Linked DNA regions of Gossypium hirsutum: region 1 is linked to region 2. A link is a contact called in public Hi-C data. All regions are on one chromosome and are shown on one strand. Each heading gives the region's core, a stretch centred on a gene start, on an enhancer-like site or on the middle of the called end of the contact. The rest is flanking DNA. Distances are from core to core; before and after follow the strand shown.

Region 1 (2,700 bases), core at 16-2,515, 300 kb after region 2:
TAATGGATGATAGGGCGGATTTTTTTTCCTAAAAATGAATCAGATATAAATCTGAAGAAAATTGTAAACCCCATAGGCATACTTCTAATAGAAAATAGTAATAGTAGTAGTAGTAGTAGTAGTAGTAGTAGTATAACAGAGTGACGTGAATGATGGTCATCCATCGTTTGGAGATTCGGAGATGCTCTCTAAGTGTGGTCTCCACACCCCAACTCGGCCTCTTCTTCGATCCCTTTGCGTTGATAGTTTCTCTGAAAGTATCTCACTTAAATACTGATCCGATATCAAAAGATTCGACATTGAAATTGTGTTGTTGTTCTTGTTGGCGTTGCTCATGCTTCGGCTGTGATTATGCTGGCGGTTGCGGCCGTTGCTGCTGGCGCCGCCGCCGTTGTTGTTGTTGGTGGTGTCAAGCCTGTCTCTTTTTTTCTTCTTGGTTGTTGAGGAAGTTTTGGAACGGGTTTTATCGGGTGTTGAAGGGAGTGGTATTAGGAAATAAATCTTGCCACGTTGAAGTTCGGCGTCGGGTGGGACGATGACGATTTTTGGGACCATCCCATCATCGGAAGAAGAGGAAGGCTTCTTTAGAACGTGTTTAGGGTAAGCCTTCATGATGTCGCTGGCTTTGATGGAGCCACTGATTTCTTCAACGCGGCCATTGGAGTGTACTATTCGAATCACATCGAGTGCTCCACAGGGCAGAATGCAAGAGATGCAGCACCGGATTGTGTTCTTCATGCCTCTTCTTTCCCTCTATATTGGCCTCTCATAGAGAGAAAAAAAGAAGAACAAGGAGGGAGGAAATGAAGTAATGAAAGAGAGAATATAAGAAGAGAAAAAAAAAAAAGGAGGAGAAATCTATTTTTTCTTTAGCCTTAGCTAACACAAAGAGAGTTGGGAATCAGTCACCCAAAAGAAAGAAAGGAAAGAAAATTAATGATGTTTTTGATTATATACACAATTAGCTATTCCAACCCCCTCTCCCCTGGCCCTTTTTCTCTGCTTTTTTGAGGGAATTTTTTTCCTTTCACTTGCTTAGGATGAAATCTATGGCATGAATAATTGCACCTTACCCTGTACTTTGCCTTTTGGATCCATCATTTAGGGCCCCCGTCTCCCTTCCCTTCACTAAGATCAATAATTTTGGGGGGGTTAGTATTGCTAGGTTGGAGAGCTTATGGGTGACACATGTTAGTGCATGATTGGAACTGCCAAGTAAGCCAGAACAAGACCCTCCTGCCAGGGGATGACCAATGACACATGCTTCAATCACCTTGTGACAAGTGTCATTTTCAACACCCAAAATGCCACTAATATTAGATGGGGCCACTAGGGTAGAGAGAGAGAGAGAGAGAAGCCTTGTTTAGAGTTTAAAAAAATTGGGCATTGTGAGAAGGGAGATTGGGGAGTTGGGGTTTAGGGAAATCTTCTTTTAAGAGGGATTGTGAATTGTGATCTTCCAATATTCCCAAGCAAGATCATGTGGGTTGTGGTTTTCATTGGAAAGTGAGGTTTTAGATGGTAGAGTTTAAGAATTCTTCTATTTTATCATTTCCACCCCTTTTTTGTGGTTTCAGATTTATTTCTTCCTTTCCTCAAGTGCTTTGCCACATATAGCTTCATTCCCAGTTCCTAAATTCTCTTGACTTCACTTGAGAGTGATTGTTTTGAGTTCCCACTTTTCACATATACACTTAGTTCAAGCATTCTTTTGTAAGTAAGCATGGAGTTTCAAAAAAACTAAGATCATGACACCAACAAGAGGCAAAAAAGATTCAAGCTAATCCCTTAAAAAAGGGTATTAAATGGTTGGATTTGATGTTTTACAATTTCGTTTTCACTTGGGGGACCATAATCAAAATTAGTATGACCACATTGAGAATTAAACAAAGGTTAACAGTTAATAAAACACTGTTTAATCTTAGTAATGTCCCATCCAGGCATGGCCCTACCAATTAAATGGTTCAGATGTAGATGTTAGTGGGTAACATGTGATAGTATGGAGAAAGGAGGGTCCATTGAATTGTGAAGGGTTTTTCTAATTTTCTTTCAAATAATAACCCTTCTTGATTGCTAAATTAGCTCACCAAATCCATTCACCCTTTTTTTTTTAATCAGCTTAATTATGATTAAACGAATTGCTAAGTATATAATAAAAGAAAAAATATGGGTCCCTTAACCACACATCAATCACATTGGCAAAAAGGATGTACTTTTTAAGATGTGCTGTTGTGGACCAAATCCCCTTTTATCTCCACATTAAACAAATCAAATCTTATTTGAAGATTGATTTAGTCACAATCTTCTTTGTCTTCTTTTTTTTTTTTTAATGTCTTATAATTATTCTCTTCATTCTTTAAGACTATATAATTTCAACTAACCACTAAAAGAACAAATTTTTAATCCAACTGTTTTAAAAGAGATGGTGATAACAAAGTTTAGCAAGTTTGTACTCTCTCTATATTTATATATAAGTAATTATCTGATTCACCATACATGAGCTTTTTACATCCTATATATATATATATCTAGGAAAAATAAAAATTTGAGATATTGCAGAATTTAAAATTTCATGATAAATGTGTAAAATTACAAGTCATATATATATTATTTTCAAAATAAATAGTATTTATTAAAGTAATTATATTTTGAATTAAAAATCAATTAAAATTTTATAAATTATTTGTAAGTGGACAGTCA
Region 2 (2,892 bases), core at 232-2,731:
TGAACAATATACAACATAACCCAACCTCATTCTGAAAGTAAGCCAGAAATGCTCGAATAGTTTCCCTGTATGGTTTTGATACACCTTCCCATAGTGAATGTTCTCCTTCCAAAATTTTATACCTGTCAAATTCTCAACTCAGCACACTGTTACTTAATACTCCCACCATATTTACCACCTAGAAAGTAAATGGAAAATTTCAGAAAGCAAACATCCAAAACAATAGGAGTTAAGAGTGGATAATTGACAGTTAATTCTAACACTAAGGAACCTATATATTTGTAAGTCATAAGAAATCCGGATAAGATAAATCTAGAAACAGAATTGTCAATTTTGTACTGAAATTTCCATATGTAGGTTTAGAATGAAGTTTAAAAGTAATGTTCTATTGGAATCATCCTGTGACTCTTAAGCAGCTTTGCATGCAAGTGCCTCTTTATAAGTGCATTTATTTATGTATGGATGCCCGTGTACAAGAGTAGAAAAAAAAATCAACAAAATGGAGTTGAAAATAGCATGAACGAAAAAGAATTGCAGCAATCAAGTAACCAAAACTAGCTGAACAAGAGAGAAAAGACCATCTAAATGACTTAATCAAATGTGCTGAAATGAAAGTGTTACAGTAAAATTATCAGGGGAAAACACTACCATTCCGACTTGGCTTGCTGTGGATTTATAGGCAAACGATGACCAAGCAATCTTCGGACAGCCAGAGCCTCGGAAGTGCTTTCATCAGCCAATCTCAAACATCTTGACCTTATGTCCCCAACAGCAGGACCACCTAAACATTATCAACTCAGCGACATTATTTTATCTCACATCAAAGGAAATTTCCAAATCATTATAAGAACCAAGACACAATCTAATAAAAATAAAGGCCATCTGATTAAACAATTCAAGTGCAGGCAAAATTCTTTCGTTTATTTCAAGACTTAACTTCAACAACTAAAGTTTCCTATGTCAACTGAGAGTTGTCTTCTGATAATTGACAAACTAATGATATCAGATTTCGCGTTAGAAATGCGTAAAATATTTACCGAGAACTCGAACAATCTCGGCAGTACTTCCTCCATCATCAGAAACAGGAAGAACATGGGCAACGCGAACTGTTAACTTCTTAAGCTCTTCTACAACGCCATTAAATGCCGTCCCACCTAGAACCACCATAAACGAATCCACGTTAGGACTTTTTAATCAAATTTGAAATATTTATCAATCAAAGCGAGGAGAAAAGAGTACCTGAGAAAACGAGTAAGGAGGGCTGGGAAGGTCGAGGGTTAGAGGAGCAATGAAAGTGGGCAGCCATGGATTTAGATGGAAAATGGAGGGGTAATTTTGGGGTTTTGAGAAAAAAAGAAGGCAGAGGGGGAGAGGGTTTAGAGTAAAAGCCTCCTATCAAACTGTAAGTGTCCGCCATATTCCCGCTATTTCCAATATTTTCCCTTTTCTGTAAATAACTTTTCACCTTTTATATTTTATTTTATTTCCTATTTTTTGTGAACAAAAAAGGAGTATAAAACTTAAAAATTATATATTTTTTATTATATAATCCTTCGAGCTTTTGCGGACCGTTCATGGAATTTGGTGGATACGCGATTAGAACAGGAGACAACCAATGAGTTTTTGCACGTTAATTAATGCTTTGTTTGTAATTAAAAGATGAAATTAATACTAATGTTATCTGATTAATACAAGGAAACACTGCAATTTAGACAACAACTCTCCATCAAATCATGCCTACTAGACTGCCTAGTTCTCTCCATTTTTTCAAACCATGTAAATGTCCTGTCTTATTCTAAAATCCATTTTAACTTTATTTAAATAATCTCCCAATCCGATTCGGAAAATCCCATTTCTTGTGACTCAGATTTGTTGCTTTCACTGGATTGCTCAACACTGTTTCGATGCTGCTCATCATCAGGCTTCCATAACCTTGACTTCAAAGAAAAAGCCTCCTGAAACTTCTCCTGTCCCACAAAACAACAACTAAGCATTCCTGAAAGAGGTTGTTCATGTCAAGCTAAACATCCGTGAGGCGCCTGAATTTTTACCAAAATATACGATGGAGGGTGAGAGTATCCTACCTTGAATGATCGGCGTTCTTGTAATTCATTAGAAAGAGAATGAAGCTCACTGCTGTCCACCAGAATCCAGCTTTCTTCAAGCTTCACCTTATTAAGCGATGGAACAGGAGCTGGAACAGTTTCTAGTTCCAATTTCAGAACAGCTGCAACAAAATCACTTAATCTCATTACTTTAACTAATCCTTTGATTCCACAACCGAATGCAACTGGTTATTTTAATCTAATGCGGAGACCATTTTAGAAAGACAAAAAAAATAAGGATAGATGTATATATCATACCAACAGAATGAATACCTACCCTTTGATTCTAATAAGGCGTCATCTAGAGTAGAATCAGTGTCATGAGCTTCATTCTTGCATGCTTGAGCCAAGCCACGCTCATTCTCTGTGCTTTGCCCTGAAGATGAACCTAAATGTATATTTTTAATATATTTGACATGGATCAGTTCTTTCTGAATGCAATCTTTATTAACATTTATGTTTGAATCTTTATTGGCTGTGACAGCAGCATTTTGCAATAGAGACAAGTTAAGTTCTTCCTTCGAATTGGTAGGAGATGAAGGGAGCACTTCTTGCATTAGTTCTGTACAGAATTGCCTAACATTAGCTCCCACAGTCTGCAACTGGTCTTCAACGTATTGGAATGTTTCCTAACATCAAAATTATGAGATATTAGAAGCATTGGAAAATTTCATTAAGATACAGAAAATAAAGGTGCCAATACCGAACTTCATTTACGCATATAGAAGCAGTAAAAGTGTTCATATTCTAGCTTTACAAGAGTAAAAGGATGAATGGTAAACAATAC

What was found. Hi-C and Micro-C count contacts between places; a contact is called where the count stands out from the background.
Region 1: a contact with region 2 is called in a Hi-C map of leaf, with 2.3 times the contacts expected there. The contact joins the promoter of LOC107900644 here to the promoter of LOC107900647 in region 2. A contact is called at or near these places in 3 of 34 Hi-C or Micro-C datasets (callus and leaf).

Annotation. Positions count from the first base shown.
Region 1 is chrD06:48,837,887-48,840,586 of Gossypium_hirsutum_v2.1, forward strand. It overlaps LOC107900644, which reads right to left and starts at 1,266. Exons shown (of 1, transcript XM_016826314.2): 1 at 1-1,266. The coding sequence starts at 738. The coding sequence ends at 157.
Region 2 is chrD06:48,535,957-48,538,848 of Gossypium_hirsutum_v2.1, forward strand. It overlaps LOC107900647, which reads right to left and starts at 1,482. Exons shown (of 12, transcript XM_016826318.2): 1 at 1,240-1,482; 2 at 1,038-1,154; 3 at 649-781; 4 at 26-122. The coding sequence starts at 1,417. LOC107900649 reads right to left here. Exons shown (of 4, transcript XM_016826320.2): 2 at 2,383-2,734; 3 at 2,085-2,227; 4 at 1,621-1,967. The coding sequence ends at 1,818.